4 separate regions of the Mus musculus genome follow, and all the other regions are linked to region 1. The links are chromatin contacts, called in public Hi-C and HiChIP or PLAC-seq maps. All regions are on one chromosome and are shown on one strand. The core of a region is the stretch at or near the end of the contact, and the rest is flanking DNA. Distances in the headings are between cores, read along the strand shown.

Evidence for each region. A called contact is a pair of places that touch in the nucleus more often than the background predicts. HiChIP or PLAC-seq counts read pairs in DNA pulled down with a chosen protein or histone mark.
Region 2: a contact with region 1 is called in a Hi-C map of muscle stem cells, with 1.8 times the contacts expected there. The contact joins the enhancer-like site here to the promoter of Mcph1 in region 1. A contact is called at or near these places in 2 of 484 Hi-C or Micro-C datasets (muscle stem cells and nephron progenitors), 3 of 115 datasets of contacts at active chromatin or transcription factors (embryonic stem cells and pancreatic cancer cells) and 1 of 9 other capture datasets (adipose tissue).
Region 3: a contact with region 1 is called in an H3K27ac HiChIP or PLAC-seq map of embryonic stem cells, with 6 read pairs. The contact joins the enhancer-like site here to the promoter of Mcph1 in region 1. A contact is called at or near these places in 1 of 39 promoter capture datasets (stem cell-derived epiblast-like cells), 1 of 15 datasets of contacts at CTCF or cohesin (the NIH/3T3 cell line), 1 of 484 Hi-C or Micro-C datasets (muscle stem cells), 10 of 115 datasets of contacts at active chromatin or transcription factors (bone marrow-derived macrophages, embryonic forebrain, embryonic limb bud and 3 more) and 2 of 9 other capture datasets (adipose tissue and liver).
Region 4: an H3K4me3 HiChIP or PLAC-seq map of bone marrow-derived macrophages shows a contact between it and region 1, with 2.2 times the contacts expected there. The contact joins the enhancer-like site here to the promoter of Mcph1 in region 1. A contact is called at or near these places in 1 of 39 promoter capture datasets (neural stem cells), 1 of 15 datasets of contacts at CTCF or cohesin (the NIH/3T3 cell line), 1 of 484 Hi-C or Micro-C datasets (pre-pro-B cells), 6 of 115 datasets of contacts at active chromatin or transcription factors (bone marrow-derived macrophages, embryonic stem cells, pancreatic cancer cells and 1 more) and 1 of 9 other capture datasets (liver).

What each region holds. Positions count from the first base shown.
Region 1 is chr8:18,593,255-18,597,121 of GRCm38.p6, reverse strand. It overlaps Mcph1 (microcephaly, primary autosomal recessive 1), which reads right to left and starts at 1,991. Exons shown (of 14, transcript NM_173189.3): 1 at 1,487-1,991; 2 at 108-199. The coding sequence starts at 1,526.
Region 2 is chr8:18,724,709-18,728,668 of GRCm38.p6, reverse strand. The region is part of intron 12 of Mcph1 (microcephaly, primary autosomal recessive 1); the gene reads right to left. The region is part of intron 1 of Angpt2 (angiopoietin 2); the gene reads left to right. Among named protein-coding and RNA genes, the nearest start is that of Angpt2, 15 kb to the left of the region's middle. Within about 2 kb of position 2,073, at least 69 of the 459 cell types and tissues checked have an H3K27ac peak or open chromatin away from gene starts, as enhancers often do. A contact at or near this core is called in adipose tissue, muscle stem cells and pancreatic cancer cells, where this site is marked.
Region 3 is chr8:18,803,636-18,807,662 of GRCm38.p6, reverse strand. It overlaps a transcript of Mcph1 not described here. Among named protein-coding and RNA genes, the nearest start is that of Agpat5, 41 kb to the left of the region's middle. Within about 2 kb of position 1,287, at least 6 of the 459 cell types and tissues checked have an H3K27ac peak or open chromatin away from gene starts, as enhancers often do. A contact at or near this core is called in embryonic stem cells and stem cell-derived epiblast-like cells, where this site is marked.
Region 4 is chr8:18,757,428-18,761,563 of GRCm38.p6, reverse strand. All of the region lies in intron 12 of Mcph1 (microcephaly, primary autosomal recessive 1), which reads right to left. Among named protein-coding and RNA genes, the nearest start is that of Angpt2, 18 kb to the right of the region's middle. Within about 2 kb of position 1,518, at least 7 of the 459 cell types and tissues checked have an H3K27ac peak or open chromatin away from gene starts, as enhancers often do. A contact at or near this core is called in bone marrow-derived macrophages, where this site is marked.

The DNA of each region.
Region 1 (3,867 bases), core at 742-3,241:
TTCTGCCTCCTACCACTCACCCACTGCTAAGTCCTTCGTGTTCTAAGGAACAGCTCCCATAACGAGAAAACACCAGGTTATCAGTCATTTTGATATTAATTTCTTACCGTTGCCCCCATATCCTCAAGTTGCTTTGCAAACGTCCTTGAGTAATTCTCTGTCCCTTTGGAAGACCATACTTCAACATAGGCCACAACATCTGAAAATAAGCAAGATCTTAGCAGGAACCACACACTAGGAATTGCACACCCCCTCCCACAATAGATTCTTCTCTTGTTCTGTTTATTTTAGGGAAAAAAAAGTGAAAGTTTCCTATTACGTGAAGATTTCTTATTACGAATCTATTCAAAACATCATCCTTGCCATTTTGGTAGTATTTTAAATCTTCCTCATCCAGGAAGATTTATAATTATCCTGGATTATGCTTTCTGTAAAGAAACAGATATAGTAATCATTCCAGGCTTTCTGGCCCAGACTATCTTCCAATAACACGATTCTATGGCCATAGCATAGTCAAGCTAATACAGTTCAGTTCTAATAAATTATTTATATGAAGTTGGGTATCTTAGCACATAGTGATTATAAAGTAGAGGCAAGAGTTCTACGCCAAAGCATGTGGTGGTGGTGTATCCCTTTAAAACCAGTATTTGAGAGGCAGAGGTAGGCAGATCTCTGAGGTCAGCCTGGTCTACAGACTGAGACAGAGTTTCCAGGTCCAGGAAGGCTAGAGCCACAAGAGAAACTTTGTTACACAAGCAAGCCCACACCCCCACCCCACACCCCCAAACCAAATTAAAAAACAGAGATAAGTCAGCCTCAGCTACATAGCAAGTTGGAGGCAAACTTGCTTTCTAAAATAATAAATAAAAATTTAAATATATATACACATATATGATATAAATATAATAAACACATAGCTATAATAAATATAATATATAAATATATAAAATATATTTATACTTGGAATCTCCTCACCCAGGGTCCCATGTTCTGAGCACGTGTTAGCACGACAAAAATACAACAACAACAAAAAAAAAGGTGAGCTCCACAAGTGTCAGGCAGCTCTACTCAGGTAGGACCCTCCAGAGGCCATCACACTATTACCAAATTCTTACTTTTCCTGATCCCACAACTGCAGAGGCCATAGAGGCAAGAGGATCCCAGAAAGCTAAGACAGGAGCCTATCCTCCCGCCAGCTCTCCAGGGCTCAGCCTGCACCGGGGTGGGGTGGGGGGATTGGGGAACACATAGGGGTCGATGAAGGTCACAGGGTGAATGTATGTGGGGTGTCCACACAGGTGGTCGGGATCCTGAGTGAGGGGACTCCGGGTGTGAGGGAACCTAGGATGTGAGAGGACCTCGGGCGTAGGGAGCCCTGAGATGGGATGGGACCTGGCCTGGGAGCCGATCCCGGCGGCCCAGGCAAGACAACCAGGCGCTGGGAGCCTAGACCCCAGCCCCCTCCCTACTGGGCGTGTCTCCTCACCTTTCAGAAAGGCGCCCCCAACGCCTCCCGAGGCCTCCATGACCCGACCAGCTTGAAGCTGCGGGACCGAGCGTGCGCCGGCAGGAAGGCAGAGGGGTGCGCATGCGCAGGCCGTGCCCCCTGGGCTCGCCGCGTCAGGCTTAGGGGTGTGTGTGTGTGTGCGCAAGGGCTCCGGGTTCCCTTCCCTCGCCGAGAGCGCCCGGCTCAGTGACACACGACAGCCGAGACCTGATCGCTCACGGGCGGCCCTGAAGCTCTCCGGCGACCTGGCAGGAGTCAGCCCGCCGCACCGCGGCTTCAGGGCGCAGGTCAGCGCCGCGGTCGCTTGTCCCCGCAGGGTTCGCTCGTCCTCGTTGCGCAGCGCTCGGTGACCGGGGAGGGGACCCACCCGTGGGCCCTGCCTCAGCCCTGCACCCTGGAGCGCGAGCGGGACTGCTGCAGCGTCCGCGGGCCCTCTGGGTCTTCAAACCTCCCGCCCGCGAGTCTGCGAGGGGGCGGGTCGGACGCGGGCCCGCCTCCCCGCGCAAGGGCTGCCGGGAGAGGGAGGAGGACGGAGCCGCCTAGGGAGGACGGAAGCCAGGGAGTGCCTGCTCTTCTGTAGATAACAGTATCCTTTCGTCGCCTTAAGCGCCGGGCGTTAAAAACAAAAACAAAAAAACCACCCAACTGGTTTGGACAGACAGGTTGTTTTGGGTTTTGTATTTATTTGTTACACGTGTGAGTACTTTGCCTGCTTGTACATATTTGCACCACGTGCGTGCCTGGTGCCAGTGGAGGTCACTAGAGGGCGTCAGATCCAATTACACATGGTTATGTGCCACCATAAGGGAGCCAGGGACCAAATTCGGGTCCTCTGCTAGAGCAAATGTTCTTAACCACTGAGCCATCTCCTTAGCTCCTGGTTGGGTGTTTAGAGAGATGGCCTTGGTTTCTAGCTCACAACACTCAGCCCTTCTCCCGACTCAGCCTTCCCCAAGAGCTAGGATTACAGACTGGCCCAGCAATTTGGCTTTAAAAAAAAAAAAAAAAGATAATTTATATAGATATACACACACATATACATATATATATATTTCAAAATTATTTTAAATGTACATATTAAAATATATAATATATATAATTTTAAAAAGCCAAATTCCGAGTGATGAGCTGTTAATGGGAATTCACGAATTGAAGCATCTTCACTAACACAGTGGGAGAGCTTTCACTAGGCAGTGCAAAGAGAAACTCAAGACAAAATGGCTGCTTAAGGTGCCCAGTAACATACCACAGTGTCTGCTGGCCTCCAGGCTTACGTGGTACCTGTGGCTCCTTTTAGCGTTTCTCAACCCACCTCCTGCTCTAAACTTCTCCAGCTCTTGGGCTTCAGTTCCCCAAGCTTCTCATTCCTATATAACCCCGCCATTTCAGGCTGGTACTTAGTCCTACTGACCCTCTCTCTCTCCCCCCTCCCCTCCCCCTGCTCCTCCCCCTTTCCCTACCCCACCCTCTGTCCTCTCTTTTGCTTTTCTCTCTTCTCTTCCACCTTTCTTCCCAGTGCCCACTCCTCTCATGGCCTGACCTACCCTGCTGGCCAAGTCCGATAGAGAGCTTTCTCTCCCTTCTGTGGACTTTTCCAGATGCCTCAGGCTGAACTCTCCCTCCGATCTAAATAACCCTCCCCTCGGCTGTATGCTCTCACTTTATACAGGCAGTAAGAGCAGGACTAGGATTCCTGAGAAGGGAACACAGAATCAGAACCATGGCTTGGTTCTCAGACTTCCTTATTTGGCTATCTTAGGTGAACCGGCATCTTATCTCCTCTTACTGTTGGGACCCTTTGGGTTCTCTAACCTTTCACTTAGATTCCCTGCCACTCAGCATGACTGACTCCACTTTGGTTTGATCAGCTTTGCTGGATGGACATGGTGTGCAAACTTAGTCCAAAGCAAGGGCCTCCCAGAATCTTTTGTTGAATCACTACTAATAGGTTTTTCTCTGCCAGAAAAAAAAAAAAAAAAAAAAGCCAATTCAAACCAAATTAAGAAGTTTAAAAAAAAAATGTAGGTTTATTTGGGAATGGGCTCCTGGGAAAGTTCACTAGGCTCAGGACAAGACAAGAAAATGTCAAGAATAGACTATGGCTGGAGAAGGTTTTTTTAATAGATTGTAGGTGAAGGAAAATGACATGTCTGCCATACGCTTATGCCCTGGTATGGTCATCTAGGGTAAGGGGCTTGGGTGGCTGGTGACTTCTGGTGAGGTGGGGTGATTAGGACAGCTGTCAGGAATGTGGGACTAGGTTTTTGCCATTTTTTTCTATTCCGAGGCTTTCCAAATGGTCCATTGTTGGAGAGGAAGAGAAAACTGGAATTTAGGGACCACGTCAGGGAGGGGAGGAA
Region 2 (3,960 bases), core at 824-3,323, 130 kb before region 1:
GTCCACTCATCCCAAGTGCACACTTTGATGAATGTACTCTCACATGTCTGTAACGACACCCTAGCCCGGCATACAGAGGGGGCCCAGCATAGCTGATGGGGTTGGGTTCCTCTCACTGGCTGGTTCTTTTCCGCTCAAGGCTAATCTTTATTTTGCTACCCATGATAGGTTTTAGATTTCCTATAACTGGAGCAGTGCAGCCTGTACTTCTGCTCGGTGATTCTATTTTTCAATGGCTCATTCACGCTGTTGCATGCATTGAAATGTGCTTCCGCCATCACTGGGGAGTGATTTGTTATACAGCCAGGTTTTCACACCCATGTGTAAGTTCAGGTGGACGTATGCTCTTTTATGGAAGTCAATACTTCAATACTTCTCTGTTGGCCAAACCCATGTGCTATACCTTACACTGTTATCTTTGGAGTCTATTGTTAGAATGACTTAAAAGCAGACTGGTGTGAAGTCCAAGATCAACTTATTTCCTAATGAAATTGGCCACTCAGGGCCCATGCTGAGTGGTGGTCGTGCTGTTCAATCTGGAGGCGTCAAGGGGGAGCTCTGAAGAGAGGGATCACCTCAGTGGGTTGAAGTCCTGGACAAACACGTAATGAATCTCCCCAAGGTTATGGTCAGGGTTAGAACGGAGACAACAGAAGGCCCGAGTGATGGGAAAGTGAGATGGGGGAGGAAGGACGGGCTCGACTGTCCACTAGCTTCTCACTCAGGCCTGATGTTGCTACCTTGCCGCTGTTTTCAACCTTTCCCATCATCAAGGCGTAGGGAAAGACTGGCATATACAAGTTTCCCAAACTAGAGCTTGCTCCTGTGAACTCTGAGAGCTTTCTTCCTTTCGTAGGTCTTCCTGGATAGCACTGCCCTCCAACAGGTGAGGTGTGCTCACTACACACAGCTCACACGGCTCAGAACTTCTCTCTGAGAGCCGGCTGTCCCCTGCTGCCAGGGCAGTTACCAGGACTACTCGACATGCAGGGAAGGTACCAGGAGAACAGAGTTCCTTGGCTGAAACTGGCCCACGTGGGGCTCCTGGCTGCTGGGGATAAAGGGTAGGGAGGATTCGGGTCCTCACTTCTGCTTTTCCATTGTATTTCCAAGGCAGCTGTTGCCTTAGTAGGGACTTTGCCCTCTAAGGCAATGTGAGTCATCAAAGAGGCTGGGGGCTGAAGGATTGAGGAATGGGGAAAGATCTTGGTTGGTCTGCACCTCGCAGCTGGAAAATACTGGAACAGAAGCAAAGCACTGGGAGCAAATTCTCCACTTCAGCTCTAACTTTGGCCTTGAACGTCACCCCAGGTGGGGGCCAAGATTCAGAGGAACGAAACACTCAGAATGTGGATCCCAACAAGCAGTAAAACCCCAGGGCAGGTCCTTCTACCAGGGGACTCAGTAAGTGACAGAGATGCAACATTAAAGCTGGCACCCACACTTTGTAAACTTGACACTGAATTCCTACAGCCGAAGGAAACTGTCGAGATCAAATTAAAGCAGATCATGGGGATTTAGGCCAAGTCACAGGATAACCGCAGTGAGCTTTGGCTTGAAAATGGGGCAGGATGAGTCATATTTTGATTAAGACAAACAGATCTAACAATACGAAAAAAACAAAAACCAAACTCTACTACTGCAGTCTTCTGTGTTTGCCCCTCATTCCCACAAAGTACGCCAAGCAGGGCAAACTCTGAGTGAACTGTGGGGCTAATGTCATTGTGGCTCTGAAAAAAGAGGTCCACTTAGATGGCCTCAGTGATATCATTAATGAGCCCCCAAAGAAGTAGCAGACTGGGCCAGCTGCTCTGTGATCCCAAGTGGTACCACAGCCCCTAGCCTCACTGGTAAGTAGAATATAATTCTTAAAACTCACTGTCCCCCTTTATTTTGTGAGTAAAAATCCAAGCACGCAGGAGAAAAATCAGTTCTGAATGGCACGCTTTTTATAACTTGTGGCAGCAGGGTGAAAGGGCACAGGAATTTTCCACTAGCTTCCAACTGAACAGCCCTGCATGCAAGGCAAGAGGGCTGGGGAGAGGGGCAGACCTCCGAACTGCATCTAATTATGGGAAAATGACTCAGGTCCCTTGTACTTTCACCACAAGCTTCTGGAGAGGCACGCCGAGGCTTTCCCTCAGAGACGGCTGTGGCGCTCAAGTCAATGTGGCTTTCCTATATAACTGAGTGTCCTAGAATTGTTCACCTAAGAACAAGTGAGGACTGGATGGGCGCACTGTAAATCATGAGCAAGCAGTAGTTGGCAAGATCGCCCTTTGAAAGCCAATGCCCACTTCTGCACTTCTGCCTACCACAAAATGCACTGGCCAGGGGCAGGCGGAGTCCCACGGCACCACACGCTGCTCTGAGAACATGCCATCAGGTACTTGGGAAAGCTGCTCACCTGAAGGGGGATAGGGCCTCAAAGCATCACAAGCTAGAAAAACACTCAAGTCTAAGACCTCTTCTAAGGCCCCGCTAAGGTCTTAGACACTCTGCACTTCTGTTCATGTTTCTAGTTTGCTGACAAGCACACAGATAGCAACTAAAGGCAATGTCTTGACTGGAGGCAGGGAAGGAGGAGGAGGGCTGGGTCTCCAATCGAAATCCCACAGAGGGCAAGGCTCTGGCCAATGTGTTTCCACTTTTCTTAGTTCCTGGTATCCAGAGTGTCTCAGTAATTATTACTTCTTTCATAGCACCCCTAGGTTGAAACAAATACTTAATAAATGAATTGACTAGTACATTAGGTCCAAATGATTTAAACACTTAGCAGTCATTTCAACACATAAATGCACACAAACTGCAAGAAATAAATGACCCTTTGTTTACTTTTTTTTTTTTTGACAAAGTATTGTTATGTAGTCCAGGCTGACCTTCAGTTTGCCTCAGCCTTCTGAATGGAGTTGTTTCTTAAGTATGAATGGAGTGGATTTAGCCTATAGGCAGCACAATGTTCCTTTGGAGTCAAAGTGGACACTGCCCCAGTGAGTTCTAGTTCATCTTCTATCCTGCCAGGCTTGCTTTCTGCAAGAGCGGCCACCAGAAACTCAGCTTCACAGAAGGACGATCAGACATTACAACTGGGGGGCTCTGAGCCTCTGGCTCCTCTAACAGTAGACAGAGTTGAATGCTGTGAGTTTTCCTTGAGCATTTTAAAACTCCCCTCCATGGTATTGTCTGCTCACTGCAGGCACTCAGGATGCCTTAGTGTGGACTTTGGAGTCTGTGCTAATTTGTTCAACTTGACTCCTCCTCCTCCTCTTCCTCCTCCTCCTCTTCCATTCAGAGCAAGGCCTCATGTAGCCCAGGCTATCCTTGAACTCATTATATAGTGGAGGATGTCCACAAACCTTTGATCCCTCTGCCTCCACCTCCTAAGTCCCAGGAGTACAGGTGTTGGTGACCAAAACTAGCTTATATGGTGCTAGGGACTGACCCCAGAGCTTCATGCACACTAGGTAAGCACTATAAATGAGCACTACAACTTGCCATTTATATGACAAGCTCCTCAGTATCTCTATGTTACTTTTCCCAACGAGGAATGGAAAACTTAAACAAGCTGGCCCAGGAGCTCCTATGGAGCTGAGCTGCAACTTGCCTCTCCGTGGAGATGCCTGCAGGAGAGCTTCAAAGACAGTGGCAAGTCCCTCCCTAGCCACTCGGTCCTGGCACAGCCAGGCTTCCACATTGCTACTCAAAGCATGACACACTTAGTGCACTGGAGGAACCCAAGACAGAATTAAATCCACCCAGCTGGCTCGTATCACTTCCTCAGAGCGCTGCGGCCTCACTCCACCGAGCACCGGGCAGAGCCACCATCCACAGTACAGCTTAAGTTCTCTCTGCCACTGGACTCCATCAAATGCAATGCATGACTCAGACATTTCTTTATTTGTTATTTATTTTTAGACTAATGGGAACTGTATGAATTCTTTCTTGGGCTTCCAAGGGCAC
Region 3 (4,027 bases), core at 38-2,537, 210 kb before region 1:
CATAATGCATGTCTATTAACTGTATATATATACATGCATGTGTTTATAATGTTATATAAACTTATATATACACACTAAGTCAATGTCAAAGTCCAGACGTTGAACTTGACTGATTCTGGAGACAGGGTCTTTAAGGTGGTGACTGTTGCAGACTATCTCCTTTTTTGGATCTGCTATCTGCTAGGAATGGGTCTCTGGTTGCAGGTGGGCGAATGACAAAGTAATGTCACAAAGTGAACACTAGTCTTATATGATACAGAAAACAAAGGGGTAGGATGTCACAGCAGGCAAAGTACATTGAAGTTACCTGACACAAAACAAAGGAATGACTTCAAAAGGAACTTACAGGAACCAGGTAACATTTACAGTAAAGATAAAACAGCCCTGCCTAGGGTCACCTAATGACAGGTAAGGATTTCACACCCTAGTCACAATTTGTGTTACTCCTTTGAGTCTTGTGAAAGCTAGCACCAGGGGGTTCTGCTCTAGCAGACCTTCTCATGAATAATGCAATACCACAACCCCCCTATTTCCTAGGCCTTGGTAAATTCTTGCATATGAGAGTAACTTGGCTGTTCTTTTAAGTATCTGTGGGGAATCTCCATTTGTCAAGAGAATTCACCAACTTGCTTCTAATATACAATGTTGTCTGCTATAACTGGCTGTAATAAAGATTCTAAATATACTTTGCTAAGCTTGCCCTGAGATTTCTCTGTTTTTTTTGTTGTTGTTTGTTTTTTTTTTGTTTTGTTTTGTTTTTTTGGTTTTTTGTTTTTTCGAGACAGGGTTTCTCTGTATAGCCCTGGCTGTCCTGGAATTCACTCTGTAGACCAGGCTGTCCTCAGAAATCCGCCTGCCTCTGCTTCCTGAGTGCTGGGATTAAAGGTGTGCATCACCATGCCCGGCGAGATTTCTAACTCTTATCCAGTAAAATACTATAAGAAAACATGTAAGACACTCCACAATATTACAGGGACAAATCTGAGACATTCTAGCTATGAGAATGTCAAAGTTCTAAGAGGCTGAGTTTCCTTGAGACTCTGCCTCAAAACTGCTTCTAGGTTTTTAGGCCTGCCAAGCGAGTCACTACTAGAAGAGATGTAACAGGTGACTAGAGACATAGGAGGTCTGGAGGGTGGAGCCCTAGTCCATTATGACTGCTGTCCTGAGAAGAGGAGGTGGACACCAAGCTTTCATATACAGGGAGGAGACCACCCTAGGACAGAGGCTCTCTAGAAACCAAGCCAACACCTGGGTTTTACACCTCCAGCTCAACAACTGCAGGAAAGGAAAGGGCTATTGTCATTTAATCCACCAGGCAGATGCCTTGCTACTGCAGCCCCGGCTAGCTCAATGGCCCAAGGATATTTATTTATTTATTTTTAAATCTTAGGAATCTCATTGTTTTGAGTTGATCTTCTCAGGTACAAGACATATTTTTTAAATGTAGAGTCTCAAATCTTTGGTAATTCAGTAAAATATTCTGGAGTTATAGTTTTTAGTATTTTTTTCTTTGTTACCCTCAGTCCCCCAGAGTTGCATCTCCTTTGCCTACCTTCAATTGTTACTGCTTTAAATCTTTGCAATTTCTTTCTTTGTGTGAATAATCAATTTGGGCTTTTGGAGATAGTTTCTCACTATGTATGCCAGGCTCACCTCAATCTGATGGCACTCCTTGCTTCAGCCTCTCCAGTACTGACATGGCAGGTAGGAGGCAGCATGCCTGGTTTTGTTTATGATTTTTTTTTTCTTTTAAAAGCATTCATATGTAGCATCTGGCTCCCTCAGTGGTACACCACAAGGCTCTAAAAGCTTCCTCTATTTTCACCTATTGGAGGACATTCCATCCTTGACATACCAGCCAAGCTAAAGCAAACCTACTGCTTTCCCCCTTTTCTACAAACTCTACGGAAGTCTGGTGTCTTCCTGATTCCTCTCCATAGGCTCCTTGACTCTCCAGCCATGCTAAAGCCCTCTGTATTCACCAGTCACTCCCGGTGCCCAGCTTCTCCCTGGTCCCTCTGCAGTCCTATGCTTTTAAAAACAAGCAGATCCCCATCTTTACTGGAAGCATTTTCTAAACCCACCCCTTCCGCTATAGAACTAGCTTGCACCTTCTCCTGGTCTTCACTCAACTTGCTACACACCATCTCAGATGTATTCAGCCCCTTCAAGGCCATCACCCTACGGGCAGTGCCATAGTAAGAGGCCATCAGCCCTCTGACAGCAGTGTGGTCCTAGGTACTGCTGACCTTTGGGGCTTGGTGCATGTGAGTGATACAGAATAAATGTAAATGTCCCTATTTGTTTGGTGTGAACCAACCTTAGATATCCATAAGAAGGCAAGAACACCTGTTCACGACTATGCTAAGAGTTAAGGTCTAATTTGGGCTCAAAGGATATAAGGTGGGCCCTGTATCCAATAATCCCTAACTAGGGCTGTGGTAGGATTTCTCATGAAAATTGATAGAATTCAAATTCTTCTGTTAAGATCTGATTATGGTGGAAGGCTGTTGTAGAGTCCCTTCTAAGTCTTTGGCCACAAGCCAAGGTGACAGCTTTTCATCACCCTGAGAAAGGAGATCTATCTTGGGCCTTATAGCTCCTTCTGTGCTACTGGCCCTGTCCCACATAGCATCCTCGTTCTACTTTTGGAAGGAGGCTTGTGGTCTCCTGAGTCAGAACCCTTGCATGGCTCCTGCCACCCACAGCTTCACACTCTCAGGACAGACAGTCCTCCTCCTTCCTCCCCTAACTGGCTCCCAATCATTTAATGATTGGGTTTCACATCACTGGCTGAACGCCCCCTCTAGCTGATAGGGTGCTCTTGGTGTTGAGCCCTGAGGTCTGGCAGCCTCTTCTTCTTTAGCTCTTCCTGGCCCAGTCTGCTGACTGATAGAGCCCTCTCCTCTCCCCTGTGGGTGCTGGCCCAGCCCTCGAGGGAGTTTTTCCCTGCCAGTCCTCTCTCCTTAGCTTTGGCTGGGATCACATTGGCTGGCCCACAGAAGGGGATATGAAGTTAACTTTCTCCGTAAATCTTCCCTCTGGACTCTTCAAGATAGAACAATCATTTGTTCCCATAGATAAGCCGTGAATCCAAATACTTAAAAAATTGAAACCAGATTAATGAAGCAGCAGCTGCCAGCATCTTAGAATTCTAGGTGGAGCTTCACCCCTGGAAGGTCTTAAGGCTTTGGGAAAACAGGAACGCCTAAGCTGGGAACTTGTACCAAATAAAATATTAGTTTAGCCCATGGAATATGTGTGTGCTCTTGGTTTAGTTTCAGGTCAATCATTTTAATTACTGTCTTTCAGCTAACAGTTTAGATATGGGAGGGAGAAAAGTCGATACTGTCTTCTTGGCACACATAAAACTTTCACAGCTTTAAATTAGGAGAAGAAAGTGACATTGAGAGCAGAGACCACAACACTCTGCAGCCGCAGATACTCTAAGATAGACTTTGCAGCCTGATATTAATTAAATCCAATTATTGCTGAGCACATAATAACTGAAAATAATTATCTACTGTCTCCATTGTCTGGACTCTGGGCTGTGTAGTAGACATTTTTCTCATCTGTGCTAGGAATACTCACGAGTTGTTTTGGGTGGAGATAACTCAGCATAATACAGACCTCAGAGCCCTGGCTCCCTTTTCCATGAGGGTATGTCTCCTAAACTTGTACCCTGGGATGTCAGACATCAGGGCAGGTGCAATGATGATTTCATCGGTTGAAAGGACAGGGGATGACCTATCAGAAAATAGCTGTTTGGCAAACCTCTGATTTCAGTGTGGGGAGACGAGGAGCAGTGCAGGACACAGAATCAAAGCCTTGTCAAGACATCCATGTCCTGACCTGGAGCCCCCACAACTGTGCTTTGCAGAGGTATATGGGAAAGTGGGGTACTCAACTGACTGTAGAATAAAGACAAATCCTAGATTATATGGCTAGTCCATGTGATTATCCCTCAATTGAAGATAATGGGTACACTGGGAAAAAGAATCATAGTGGAGTGAATAGGCAAGAC
Region 4 (4,136 bases), core at 269-2,768, 160 kb before region 1:
CTGAGGCTACAGAGGAGGCAAGGAAAGACAATACATTTCCCTCACCATTCATCCCATACTAGGGAAATTTACAGGGAAATATCAATGATTTATGCGCTCTGACTTCATGGCCATCACGTTACCACAGCCTGTCTATCACTCACCATTTGACTGTTTGCAAACACCACGTGAGAGCAAGGCCTTCACAAAGATCAGCCCCAGAGTTCAGCTGTGATGTCACCAATCCCGCTGAGCTCAGTTGCTACATAAAGCAGGCACATGGCCAACGGAAGTGATTTTAACTACCAAGACTCCAGAGGCATCTACCTGTAGTACTGAGAACAGGGTGACCTGCGAGATAGCTCAGTGTGAAGGTGTTTTCCGCTAAGCTTGTCTGACAACCTGAGTTCCATCCCTCAAGCCCACTTGGTACAGAGAAAGGACCAATTTTCAACTGTTGTCCTCTAGCCTCCACATAAAATAAATACAGAAGGGAGTAAACACATGTTTACAAAGTTTTAAAGACTTCATGTTTGGCTTATTAAATGCAATTAAACCTGGGGCTACACCCTCCTCCCCCAACCTGTGTTGTTTATGTTGCAATTTTATTATATATAAAAATGTACTTATGTTTTGGCAGGCCACTGCTTGTAACAGTGTCTCTGTATGCACTGGACTCTCACAGGCCAGGCGGGAAACAATGGCAGTAGGGTCAGGCTCCAGATTAGGGGGTTGGTCAGTCTGAACCAGAGACCAGCAGATCTCTAACAGAGGGGCAAACAGACCTGAGCTTGAAGACCCACTGAGATACTCTGTTTCCCGCCTCACACCTGTCTCGTTTCCTGATCGTGGCTGGGTTTTCTGTGGCTTTCCCTCTTTCCCCTGTCACACAGCTAATGTGGTAGCCTTCCTGCTGACCCCCTGAATAATGACTGCACAGTTGGACCCTCTTTGCTTTTTGTTGTTGTTCTGCTCCTGATTCACTTACTCCCTGGCCCTGAGCAGTAATCTCTCATCATTTCTAATCTTCTTAGACATCCTTGTCTGAATTGCCCCTGTCCCTCTTTTGCTATCATAAAGAACACTCAGCCTTCACCTGCCTGTAACCTCAGCACTTTGGAGCACTGGTAGTTCAAGGCCAGCCTGAGCTATAGCATGTAGCATTTGGATACAATAGGGCGGAACACTCTGGAGATGGTTTTTAGACTTTTTTTTTTTTCAGGTATTTAGAGAAAAGTAACCTCGTGTTGACATTTTCATTGCAACAAGCACAGACTTTTCTAGAAGACACCGTCACATCTGCTCAGACTGCCAACCTTCTGCCAGGTGAAAGGCATCTAAGCGGCTGTGCCATGGTGTAAAGGAGACAGGTGCCTGAGAATCGCTTAGCTCCGGCACGAGGTTTGTTAGCTTGGGCAGGGATTGCCTGGCAGGGTGCTGTCTGCATGTGCCTTAAGATGACGATGACATGAGCATAGCAGGAACCCAGGGAAGTTCAGCTTCCTTCCCCTTCTCCAGCTCGTTCTCTTGAAAACAACTTTGTTGTTCAAGGTTCCATCATGCCCAGATGCCTGCTCTTGAAGTGACACCCACAGCTACCTCACTGATGTCACAAAGCTGGGAATTTCTGGTGGGAAGCAGCCGTGGATGAACTCATTTGCCACAAAGATCCTGTTTTCATGTCAATATCCTCAGTAAAAATATGAGGAAAGAGGAAGTAGAATATATAAATATTCTTTACTCCCAATTTGTACTGAGAGAATGCCTCATTAGTTAAGGTATAGGCAGCTCGAGAAAGGGGAACAGAAGGACTTATTCCAGTATGGGAAAAGGCCATCATAAGTCTGAGCTACATAAAGCAATCCCTTTGTTCCTATGCTTCTGTGTTCTGAATCACTGCCCAACAAACATGGCTAGCCCCCCAAATAAAGAAGATCCTGTTGCCAGTTTATCATCTAGGTATGCTGACAGTCTTAAACTCTAGTTCTTAGTTCAGAAAGGCCAATTTGTAAAGGAATGTTTTCAGTGGCCATCTTCTAACAGTGTGACTTCTGCCCTTCTACCTGTTGACCATTTCTCCCTAGTGGCCTGTAAGTGACAGCTACATAATAATCAATGCATCCCCATGGGTCTTCCTCTCTGTGGCTGGGACTCTAGCCTGTCCTTAGTACAGCTGGCGGCCTGCAGAACACCATGGATTTCAGGGGATACAGGCTCATCCTGGAAAGACTAACATGGAGTAATGAGACTTAGCTGGGTCAGGGGTTTAATAGTGCAGTAGCTACATCTGACCAGAGCACCATCGCTCACTCTACCCAGGAGACAGGCAAAGGCTGGAGGGTGAAGCATGCAGGAGGTCATGAGAGAACACAGAAGAGTCTTTATATTGTCCCGTGTGACTTTGTGGCGTATTTCATCTAAAAACCCAGGGCGTCCAGCTTCCTCTCAAAGAACTTTTCCAAGGCACAAATCTGTTCTCCAATAATCTTAAGAGAGTTTTCCTTTGGTTGCTACCTTTAAAGCACACAACTCATATATATGTCTTGCCCTAGGCCTGAGCATATTGTAACCTGGCAGAATTAACTGGCAGAGCTAACTTTGCAAAGGTGAAGATGATGGTTTAGACTGAAGCTTGCTTGAGTCCTTTCTGGGCTCTTCCAAGTGAGGGGTTGTTCCACAACACCGCTGCCAGAGGACACTCACTCTTGGGGCGCTCAGATGCAAATGATCTCAATAGCAGCAGAGACAGGGCCTTTGCCACCCCTGGGCTTTGGCTGCCATTATCTGTCCTTTTCTTTGCCTTGGTGGCAGTCTCTCTAAGGATACACTGTCTTTCTCATCACCTCAGTTTGCCTGCAAGCAGGAAGGACTTCATTCATTCATATAAAGTTGCCCTGGGCGACACCCTTGTCATCAGGAGCATTCTAAACCACACTCACCTCTCCAGGCCCCAGGGCAGCTATTTTCCTGAAAACTTATCAAGTGATTTATGTATACATACACATCTCTGCCAGAACACTTATCAAATTCACAGCAGTTGAAAGCTGGAAACCACTCGGCAGGCTGAGGAACAGATCCACCACGCATCTGCTGTGCAAACAGTCTCCCAGAGCATCAAACCACACATGGAATGCGGGGGAACTCCTTCTATGTAGAGATGACATTGAACGAATAAAGCCGGGAAACATTCCAGGACGAAGAAAACAGAATCTAGGCCGAAGGACATCCAGGTGAACCTCATATGGAGAAGGGTCCCTGTGATGGCCACACTCTAGGGCTATGCAATTCACAGACCTGAGATAGTCTAGAGGCACTCATGTCAGGTGGGAACACACCATCCACCATTAAAGCAAACAGCTGCTTATAGCACGGAGAAGTGGGAAAGAACCCTGGCTTTGGCTTGAATGAACAGTTCAGAGTACACAGAAGCGCCACTGCTCACTTTCGGGACACCAAGCGGTCTCCCACCCACAGCCTGTGGCAAGAGGATTTTCCTGACAGGAATTATCACAGTGATGACCTATGTAGGGAGGACTATGTGACTTTAGACTGAGATGGGGGGGCCGTGACATGACTCTTTTCCCTTCTTTTCATCTTGAGCTACACAAACAGACCAGTCTCACCACAACTCACTCCCAGGCTTCAAAGACCCCGTGTTCACAGTATAAGCGCCACTGTGCTTAGTAGCAGCACTTCCTACCCCACTGTGCTCAGTACCAGTACTTCCTCTGCCAGCTCTGCCTCTAACCGACTCCCTCTGATACACTCACAGTTGTTTTTCCACCCCGCCTGCCTCTTCTATATGCATTTATTTGGAGTTTACATAGCTAGAATTCCCCTCAAAGGAGCATCTCTAAGCCCCACTGGCTGACAGAAATGGCTGATAAGGAGAGGAGCCAATGTGTATACCCTGCCATGGAGAGAGCTTACGGTGAGAAGCACAGGGGCCTGCAAAGCAGCTGGAGCCTCCCTCTAGGATTCATCTCTCACCGTAGTAAGTTGGCAGGGGGTCGGCTTCCTCTAGCAAACCTCAGAGCTATTGGAGAACTTTAGCTGGTTCTATGCTAAGGGAGGGCTGCTTCTTTGGTTTGAGAAAACTCTGTAGTTAGAGCAATGAGTGAACTTCAGCTAACAGTCAAACAGGAAGTAGAACACTG